Regions from separate parts of the Arabidopsis thaliana genome. Here region 2 is linked to region 1. Evidence: chromatin contacts called from public ChIA-PET data. All regions are on one chromosome and are shown on one strand. The core of a region is the stretch at or near the end of the contact, and the rest is flanking DNA. Distances in the headings are between cores, read along the strand shown.

Region 1 (4,119 bases), core at 1,109-3,608:
AAATGCTATTGTCGATTACCTTAGAGATTCCAACAATGATGATACATACAAAGCGTGTGTTGGAAACGATACACAATAATCAAATTGCGGCATCCCGGTACAAATCAATCTTGGTACGCCTAACCAACCCTAATCAAACCACGGTTTAATCACTTAACTGCTATGCAATTTAAGGGAAGCAAATGTGGAAATTAAAGACAACACAAACATATATGTTAGCATTTAGCAGCTTTCGGTGAAAGAATCAACTTTTCATCTTCTTTTTAGCTTGGTAAAGGAGGAGCCTCTCTTGTTGGTGAGCTTGTGCTAGGAGATTCGAAACTCGGGTTTCCAGGGCAAGACTTAGCAAATTGGCAATACCGACATTTCCAACGTTCTTCTTCAGGAGTGTACCCAGCTTCTCGTTCATTTCTCCAGAACTCAATGACTTCTCTATATTTGCTCATCACCCATTCATGATCATGGTTGAATCTAATTTCAGCTATTATAGATTGGTCCTTCTGAAACTCGTACCTGAGGCAAAATTTCCCACTCAACTACAATCAGATGATCAGAGATATATTAATGTATTCTATAACATCAAGAACAAGCCATCTCTACTTACTTTAGTAATAGTTGATTATTTGCTATCGGAAGCATCTGAAAAGTGTTTTCATAGTACCTAACTATCTCTTCAAGTGTCTGCACCAAGTTAAAACTAGTAAGAAAATATCAATACAACCCCATTTCGAAGTGAGTAATTCTCTCTTCATAAACACATAAACTTTGGTTTAGTGAAAGATATATTGTACAGAGTCAAAGATAAGTATACCTGAGCTTTGATACCTGCATTAGCAATGTGATCTCTGACATCTTGGGATAAGACATAATTGCGATTCAAAGAAAAGTAGTCGAAAAAAGGTCCCGTTGGAAACCCTTCTTTCACAATAGTGTCCCATAGAAGCTTGTAAAGCATTAGCTGAAGCCTGTCAAATATAGTTAATTCAAGGACATTAACACAAAACTCCCACGTATTAAACCAAAACCAAAAATGACCAACGTTTTCCTTAACTCTATCAAACACTTACCTTCCATTCCTCCTCTGTGGCTCAGCTGGAAGTGTATCACGGAGTCGAGTCTTTGTATCTATCAATATTGGTCCGCTATCAGAAGACTCTTCTGCATACGCCTTTCTAAGCTCGTCAATAATTCCCACAATCCATTGACCTCCAACAAATCCTAAGCTTTACAAGGTAAAATGCAACATATTTAAAGTCTCATTTGATGTATGCTACAAAACATTATCTTGCTAGGAAAAGGTAAAAGCCACGAGAATGTTACAAAAGAAGATCGAAACTAGAGGGGTAGAAGGAACTCACAGTAGCAATTCACGAGTTCGTCCTTCAAACAAGAACTGATTAACACCAGCAATGGAATTCAACAGCTTCAATGCCCACTTATCTTCATTTGATTCAACTTTTACTCTCACTTTTTTAACTACCTACCCAATTATATAAACACAACAACAAGTAGATTTCATCAAATTGTTCACAAAACGATCAAGTACTCTTAATAGTAACAATAAGCCCCTAAGATCCATCATAGTGAATAATACCTCTTCTTCAAGCTGCAAATGACGAGCCTGACCAACTTTCATAGCTTTATTGACTTTTCTCCTGCCAAAACAAAGAACATTCTCCATTTGTTTCTCACACCATTCCTATAACCAAATAGAGAGAGATCACTATCATTGTCAAATGTGCTTATATGATCTCTTCTTTCCTATAATCTGTGATAAAAAAAACGTACAGTTCCGGTGAGATCTGTGACACCTAAAGCTTGATTTCTCCTAAATCGATGTAGATAAGACTCTTCGATATCTGAACAAGCCGATAATTTCCTCTTGGAGAAGAGAGTAATTGAGCGGATTGTTTTGGGACTTCCGCCGGCGGTTATCCGTGACGGAGAAACAGAACGGATCACGGAAGGGAGGATGGAGCGGGAGGCTGCAAGAGCTGCATCGAGAATAGCCATTTCTTCTTCACTGACGATCTCGATTGGGATCTCGGGGAAGACGACATGGTGACTTTGAGGGCTTGAAATAGAAACAGTCCCGGATTGAGCGGGCTTAGTGGATGTGGTGGTGCTAAGCGAGTCGGAGGTTGACTCGGAGGGTGACTCGGCCATGTTTTATTCGGAACCAACATGTGGTCTTCTTCTTCTTTCGTGTCCATGTAAAAAATTCAAATCAGAGTAAAAAAAATAAAAATTGTAATTATAATAAACTAATCATAGAATTTATATTTGAACTTAGAAAGGTAAACAAACAAATAAAATAAAAGTGAAATCAATTATTGTAGTGTTATATGCTGCTTTTTGTGAATTTGATGTCCAAAAACTAGATGAAGTTTTGTGTAAATGATTTTTTATACTTTATTTGCAGTTTTGCATGTTCTTAATCACACAATTGGATAGAGATTTATGAGATATCCATGTGACCACTATTAATCACGTTATTAGATTTCATTTTCGTTTAGAATACCAATTACCAAAACAAAATAAAGTCATAACTTGTAAGCTGTATGTTATACAAAATGACTCAAGGATCAAGATTCAAAGTAAAAGCTATATGTTAGACAAATTGACTTAGGATCAAGAACGAAACTACTTTGATCTAAATCAATTTATGTTCATAAATTTAACATGAAAATATTATAAATTTGTCGTCTATAGTTTTGGCTTTATTTTGTACATATTAACAGACCTTTTTATGTTACAACAAGCATAAACCATATGCATTCCCAAGTCCCAACTTTTACGTAATGTCTTAATCCAATAAATACGTGAACATTTCGTAATTTGATAATTGACCAACCACATTCGCTGATCATCTCAAGCCACAACGGGGTATGATGCACATGTAGCAATACCTGCAATTCAAGAACGAATCAACAATAGATAGAGAAAGACCAACTGTGAGAATTTGAGAATGGTGTGATGGTTTCATAATTATTAAAGAACTTACCACACATGTTCTTCCCCATCTCCATCTTGAAGTAACCTTTGTCGCCCCAATCCGCTCCCCATGAGTTCTTAATAAGCCAATATGGTACACCGTCTTCAACTCCATAACCAACGGCCAAAACCGCGTGGTTCACATCCTATATTGCCACATTAAGGAAACCGAACACTAAGCTAAGTTCCTAAGAAGATTTTATGTGAACCAATGAAAGTCTTTTTAACAGTTTAAAGAAGAAAGTCTCACCATTGGAGTACTTCCACAGTGACTATCAGTGTAAACTCCACTCTTGTAAAGCCGGAACGAGTGTATAACCTCAAATGCTATGCTTACTGGCCGTACCAATCCAACCGCATGCTTCAGTTCATCTTCAGCACCCTGTTGTTGTTGTTGTTTCAATCATCATTACAGAATGTATATTCTCATGCAAGTGAAATTCAAAATCCATAAAAGATGCTTACCAGAGTAATGTTGACTGAGTTGAGGACTTGTACACCAACGTTTTCAGCTGAAAATTTGCAGGTTTCATCTTTACCGGTATAAGGATAAGCTTTCTCTGTGTCGAGGCCACCGTTGGATTTGATGTATTCAAAGGCTTGAGAAGGAAGGCCACCATTGCAACCATAGTTATTGAAAGCTCCAGCACAATCCACAAGCTGTTGCTCAGAGAGAGAAATTCCTTTTCCAAATGCCTGATGGTAAGCTGCCTCAAGAGCTCCAGTTGTGCTGCAGTACAAAAAACAATCATATGACATACAATCTCGACCTTCAATTTGACATCAAAAGATCCCACCAAAAATTAAAGAGAGTATCTTAATCATTGGTTTTACTTTTACCTGAATGTCCAGCAAGATCCACAACCTCCCTGATCTTTGACCGGACTAACGATACCATCTTCTCTCCAGTCTTTCTGCAGTTACACAATTTGAGAACTCAGAACCAAATTTTTAAAAAGGTCTGCAGCTAAACACGTTCTCTTAGAGCTGAAAAACAGAACGGGATGGTGGTTGACATAGTTCAGTGCAGCAAGATTGAGTCCTGGACTTACTGTTTCAGGAAGAGCTGCTTCTGTGACCTTGTGGCTGCCCTTTAAAGTGGCAGAGCAGTTCTGAGCAGCACCA
Region 2 (4,119 bases), core at 1,060-3,559, 36 kb before region 1:
AGTTTGTCTTAGAGTTCTCCACTTAAACAAGCAAGAAGACAGAAAGAGAGAAATGAAAGAAGAAAACTAGTAATAATGTCTTGATTATCTATCTAATGACACTACATCTTTGTGACATATAAAAACTAAATCAAAATATTTTCTTATGGGCTGAAAAGTGGGGATATTATTGAAGTTTTAGAAAGTTTTTTTTTTTTTTAGTTTTTGGTCGTTGGTAGAAAAACTTTCTTTTTGGATTTTTATGTTTAAGAGATTGTGATGGGTGAGTGAGGTTTTGATCACTTGTGAAGAGTATGACACCAAAAAGAAGAGGCTGCCGAAGACGGCATCTCTCTTCTCTCTTTACACACAACTGTTCTATTACAAGTCGGTAAGTCATGGACTCACAGTACTGGACCATTCTCATCATAGTTTAACACAAATCTTATATAATTCTAATTTATAATTTTTGTTTTGAAATTAATGTTTTCATTCCTAGTATATTAGCATATCGTTTTAGTCAAAATAACATATTATTATCATGACTTAATATTTTAAAAATAATAATATGAGAATAATATATGGTTATCCTTAATCTATATATATAACTCAAGAATTAGACATTACTAGAACATCAATTTTTTGTAATATATAGACATAGAAAATTTTGCATATATCTTGTATGATTGTGTATGCATGAGGTGTGAACAAACTTTAAACTTTTGGACTTTTCTACTGTTTCAAAAAGTTGACTAAACAATAAGACCACAACGTACATTTCTTTTTCAGTCGATCGATTACACATGGTTTACATTCCATTTCGTTATGAAAAAGTTCTTATATATACCCGTATAATGAAATAAGATGAAAATCAGTTCTTTTCTTCTATATTGAATTTTATAATTAACTAAAGTCACAGCGAGCATAAGTTAGGAGCTGTTGTTATTCTAAATAGTAAATACAATAGATATGAATTCAAGATGAATGTTCACGGGTGATTTTCCCCAGTTTAATAATATCTATTTTGATCATGATGAAAATATAACTTTAAATTTGAAAATGGTAATCAAAGTTCAGCCAAATCATTTACGAGTGAGACAAGTGACATCACATCATACATATACTAACAAAGCACACCACCTCTGTTTAATGACAATAGTTAGCTCATTTTTTCCAAATTAATTTTCTTATTTTAGAATCATTAGGTCTCCCTCCGTATATATTTCTAATTTAAGTTTGCATTCTTAGAATGTTGATGCCCTAATTTCTAATTAATTAATTTGGAGTCTGTTGTAACAAAAAAAATTATTCGTATGAGCATGACTGGTATAATACCACATAAGTGAATGTTTTGGAATGGAAAAATAACGTCTTATGATTTTCAAAACGTGAAAATATCATTCATAATTATTTAGGATCGGATTATAATTTTTGATGCTATGTTTTGATTTTCTTGCTATAAACATCAAGTAAATCCTTCATCATTCACCGACTCAAAATTTATTGAGATGACATCAACATAAAAAGGATATAAAAGAAGAATATAGAAACGAATATAGAAACATGAAGAAAGGACGATAATGGGGAAAAGGAGATTGTCTTTACAGCCAACACTCAAATTTGATGGGGCAAGCAAATCATCATTACATAATTACGCCATAAGTACATTTTGACCTCTAATTATCATATATACATACACATATATAGCGAGACAGATGCATGTGAAAGATGCATGTACTCGGTATACATTATGAGACTTATACCAAAAGTGTTTACACATCATGTTTTGTTTGAGCTTTGAAAACTAAAATTTAGCATTTTGGAAGAGTTTGAATTTTTACATTTACTTTGATATTATTCTCTCATTTCACTATGCAAACATTGAACCAATGACTTTTAAAAAAAACTTAAAGAAACCGAGATTCTAGATTTATTTCATGTGGTTATCTCTTTTTTTTTTTTTTTTTTTTTACCATCTTCTGTATTCTTAATTTTGTGGATTGAAAAATTGAAATAGGTGTGGCAAAGAGTAGCCCAACTGTTTTTACAATAGCCCATTCTAGTAGGAATTAACTAAATAAAAATAAACTCAAATGTTAAACCCAACTAGCTTGAACCAAGCTAAAAGTTTGAAAAGCCCAAACTTGTTTCATTTTTTTTTTCTCATTTATAAAACGCGTAATTTTGAAAGGAGGAAAGATTAACACTAAGTTAGCCACTAACTAATAGTCTAATACACATGAGGGAAAGCAAAGAAGGAATAATTTGCAAGTCGGTGGTAAATGAATAATCACACGATCCAAGATATGTTCAAGATATATAGGACCTATCCAAACGGCATTTAGTTATGTGATCTCCAATGATGATGACACCGTTTAACTTATCAATTTAAGGTTTATTGATAGAATATTCATCTTACTAGTTACTACTAAGTACTAACGCCCAACAAAAGTCGTTGGGAGTATTATTGAATTCATAATTTGTATCTAGTTCCACTAGAACCCCACGTCTCTTCCTAATCATCATCAACATTCTTAAGTACCCTTCAGATTTGACGTTATTTACCATACTACCCTTTCTAACATTACTCCATCTCCATAACCTCTCTCTCACCTTGTATCCTTTTTCTTCTAACCCTTGACCGTACAACAATGGCGAGAGGCTCTTCCCAATCCCAACAATCAACCTCCACCGGTTCTTCAACCGCCCGGCCCGGTCTGGCCGCTCCTCGTGGTTCCGCCGCCGCTACTGCCGGCATGCGTCGCCGCAGGCTCGGTGGCGGTGGTGGCGTATCCTCAGGCGGCGGATCTGGAGTTGGATCAGGATCGAGCAACATGCTGAGATTCTACACAGATGATGCTCCGGGGTTGAAGATCTCACCGACGGTTGTTCTGATCATGAGTCTCTGTTTCATCGGCTTCGTCACTGCTCTTCACGTCTTTGGAAAACTCTACCTCCACAAATCCGGATCCCAAGCTTAGATCCGGATCAGGACCTGGATCGTTTAATCGGTGATCGCTGTTTTTTTTTTTTTTTTTAGTATGTTTCCTTGTGTTTTGTTTCCCTTTTTTAGTCTTTTCGATGAGAACCATGTAAATCGCTAAGCGTTGAATAAAATACGTCACCTTTGAAACAGAGTAGCACATGTTTGATCTATCTTGCCCAAAGTAGTCGTTTACTAAGTTGATGATCTCTTCTCTCACACATGCAGAATCCCAAATTGGCCTAGCTACTAGCTAGGAAGCGTCTTGTTATTTAAAGCATTCATCTTTGTGAAGATTCCAAACTGATATATTTTTCAAGTTGGTGTGAATCTTCTTCAGCGGAATGTTAGTAGAGCCATGTTTGTTGTCTTTGTCAATTGGAACTTCTTTGGTTCAAGAAACTCGACGGCATTCATCACACGGACTGATCTCATTGCTGTCGACTCTGATAGACACAGATTGAAGTGAATCCGGTGGAAGATGATGGCCCATTAGAGATTCGGATCATAGTTATGATAAGTCCTAAGCCCCAATACTGATAGAACGGAAATAGAAGGCCCATTAAAGATCCGGGTCATAATAATTATGATCACACCTAAGACCCAACACTTATAGAAAGGAAATCGCAGGCCCATTAGAGAGTCGGTTCACTCCCAACTCCCAAGCCCCAACATTATGATAACTAAAATCATGCCATAATTCGATATCAACCAATATTATGTAACAACAATAGACCCTAGTAACAATTGTAATTGTAACATGATGACACCAACTCTGTTCAACTCTAAATCAACATAGAATTTGGTTTCTGATCTTTATAATTGTGTTGGCAAAATAACATCATCGAGGACTGATATCTAACGATGATGAGATTACTTATTATTGTGAATGGTTTACAACGAGGATCGAGGATTATAGAGTTTAGTTTGACAAGCTTCAATTTTCACTCTAATCGTTTTGGTCTGTTTTTTTTTTTAATAAACTTTAAACCAAAAAAAAAGAGTTGAAAAAGTTAAAATAGGGGCCCAACTTTTAATGTAGGCTCCAATTTGACAAATTGCTTTCTCCTTATGGGATACCATTTGTCTCTACAATTCTTTTTTTTGATGGGCCTACTTTTCTTATCACAAGTTTGATTTATGAATTCTACTCAACC

The links. ChIA-PET counts read pairs in DNA pulled down with a chosen protein or histone mark.
Region 2: an H3K4me3 ChIA-PET map of shoot shows a contact between it and region 1, with 10 read pairs. The contact joins the promoter of AT5G60460 here to the promoter of AT5G60370 in region 1. A contact is called at or near these places in 2 of 26 Hi-C or Micro-C datasets (callus and shoot) and 1 of 2 datasets of contacts at active chromatin or transcription factors (shoot).

The regions. Positions count from the first base shown.
Region 1 is chr5:24,280,905-24,285,023 of TAIR10.1, reverse strand. AT5G60370 (exonuclease V-like protein) reads right to left here and starts at 2,358. Exons shown (of 7, transcript NM_125430.3): 1 at 1,789-2,358; 2 at 1,595-1,699; 3 at 1,359-1,480; 4 at 1,068-1,223; 5 at 812-965; 6 at 605-681; 7 at 1-513. The coding sequence starts at 2,166. The coding sequence ends at 264. It overlaps ALP (aleurain-like protease), which reads right to left. Exons shown (of 8, transcript NM_125429.4): 3 at 4,047-4,119; 4 at 3,835-3,908; 5 at 3,460-3,724; 6 at 3,245-3,376; 7 at 3,005-3,140; 8 at 2,542-2,909. The coding sequence ends at 2,872.
Region 2 is chr5:24,316,431-24,320,549 of TAIR10.1, reverse strand. It overlaps AT5G60460 (Preprotein translocase Sec, Sec61-beta subunit protein), which reads left to right and starts at 2,309. Exons shown (of 1, transcript NM_001345419.1): 1 at 2,309-3,717. The coding sequence starts at 2,631. The coding sequence ends at 2,960. It overlaps AT5G60470 (C2H2 and C2HC zinc fingers superfamily protein), which reads right to left and starts at 139. Exons shown (of 3, transcript NM_001345421.1): 1 at 1-139.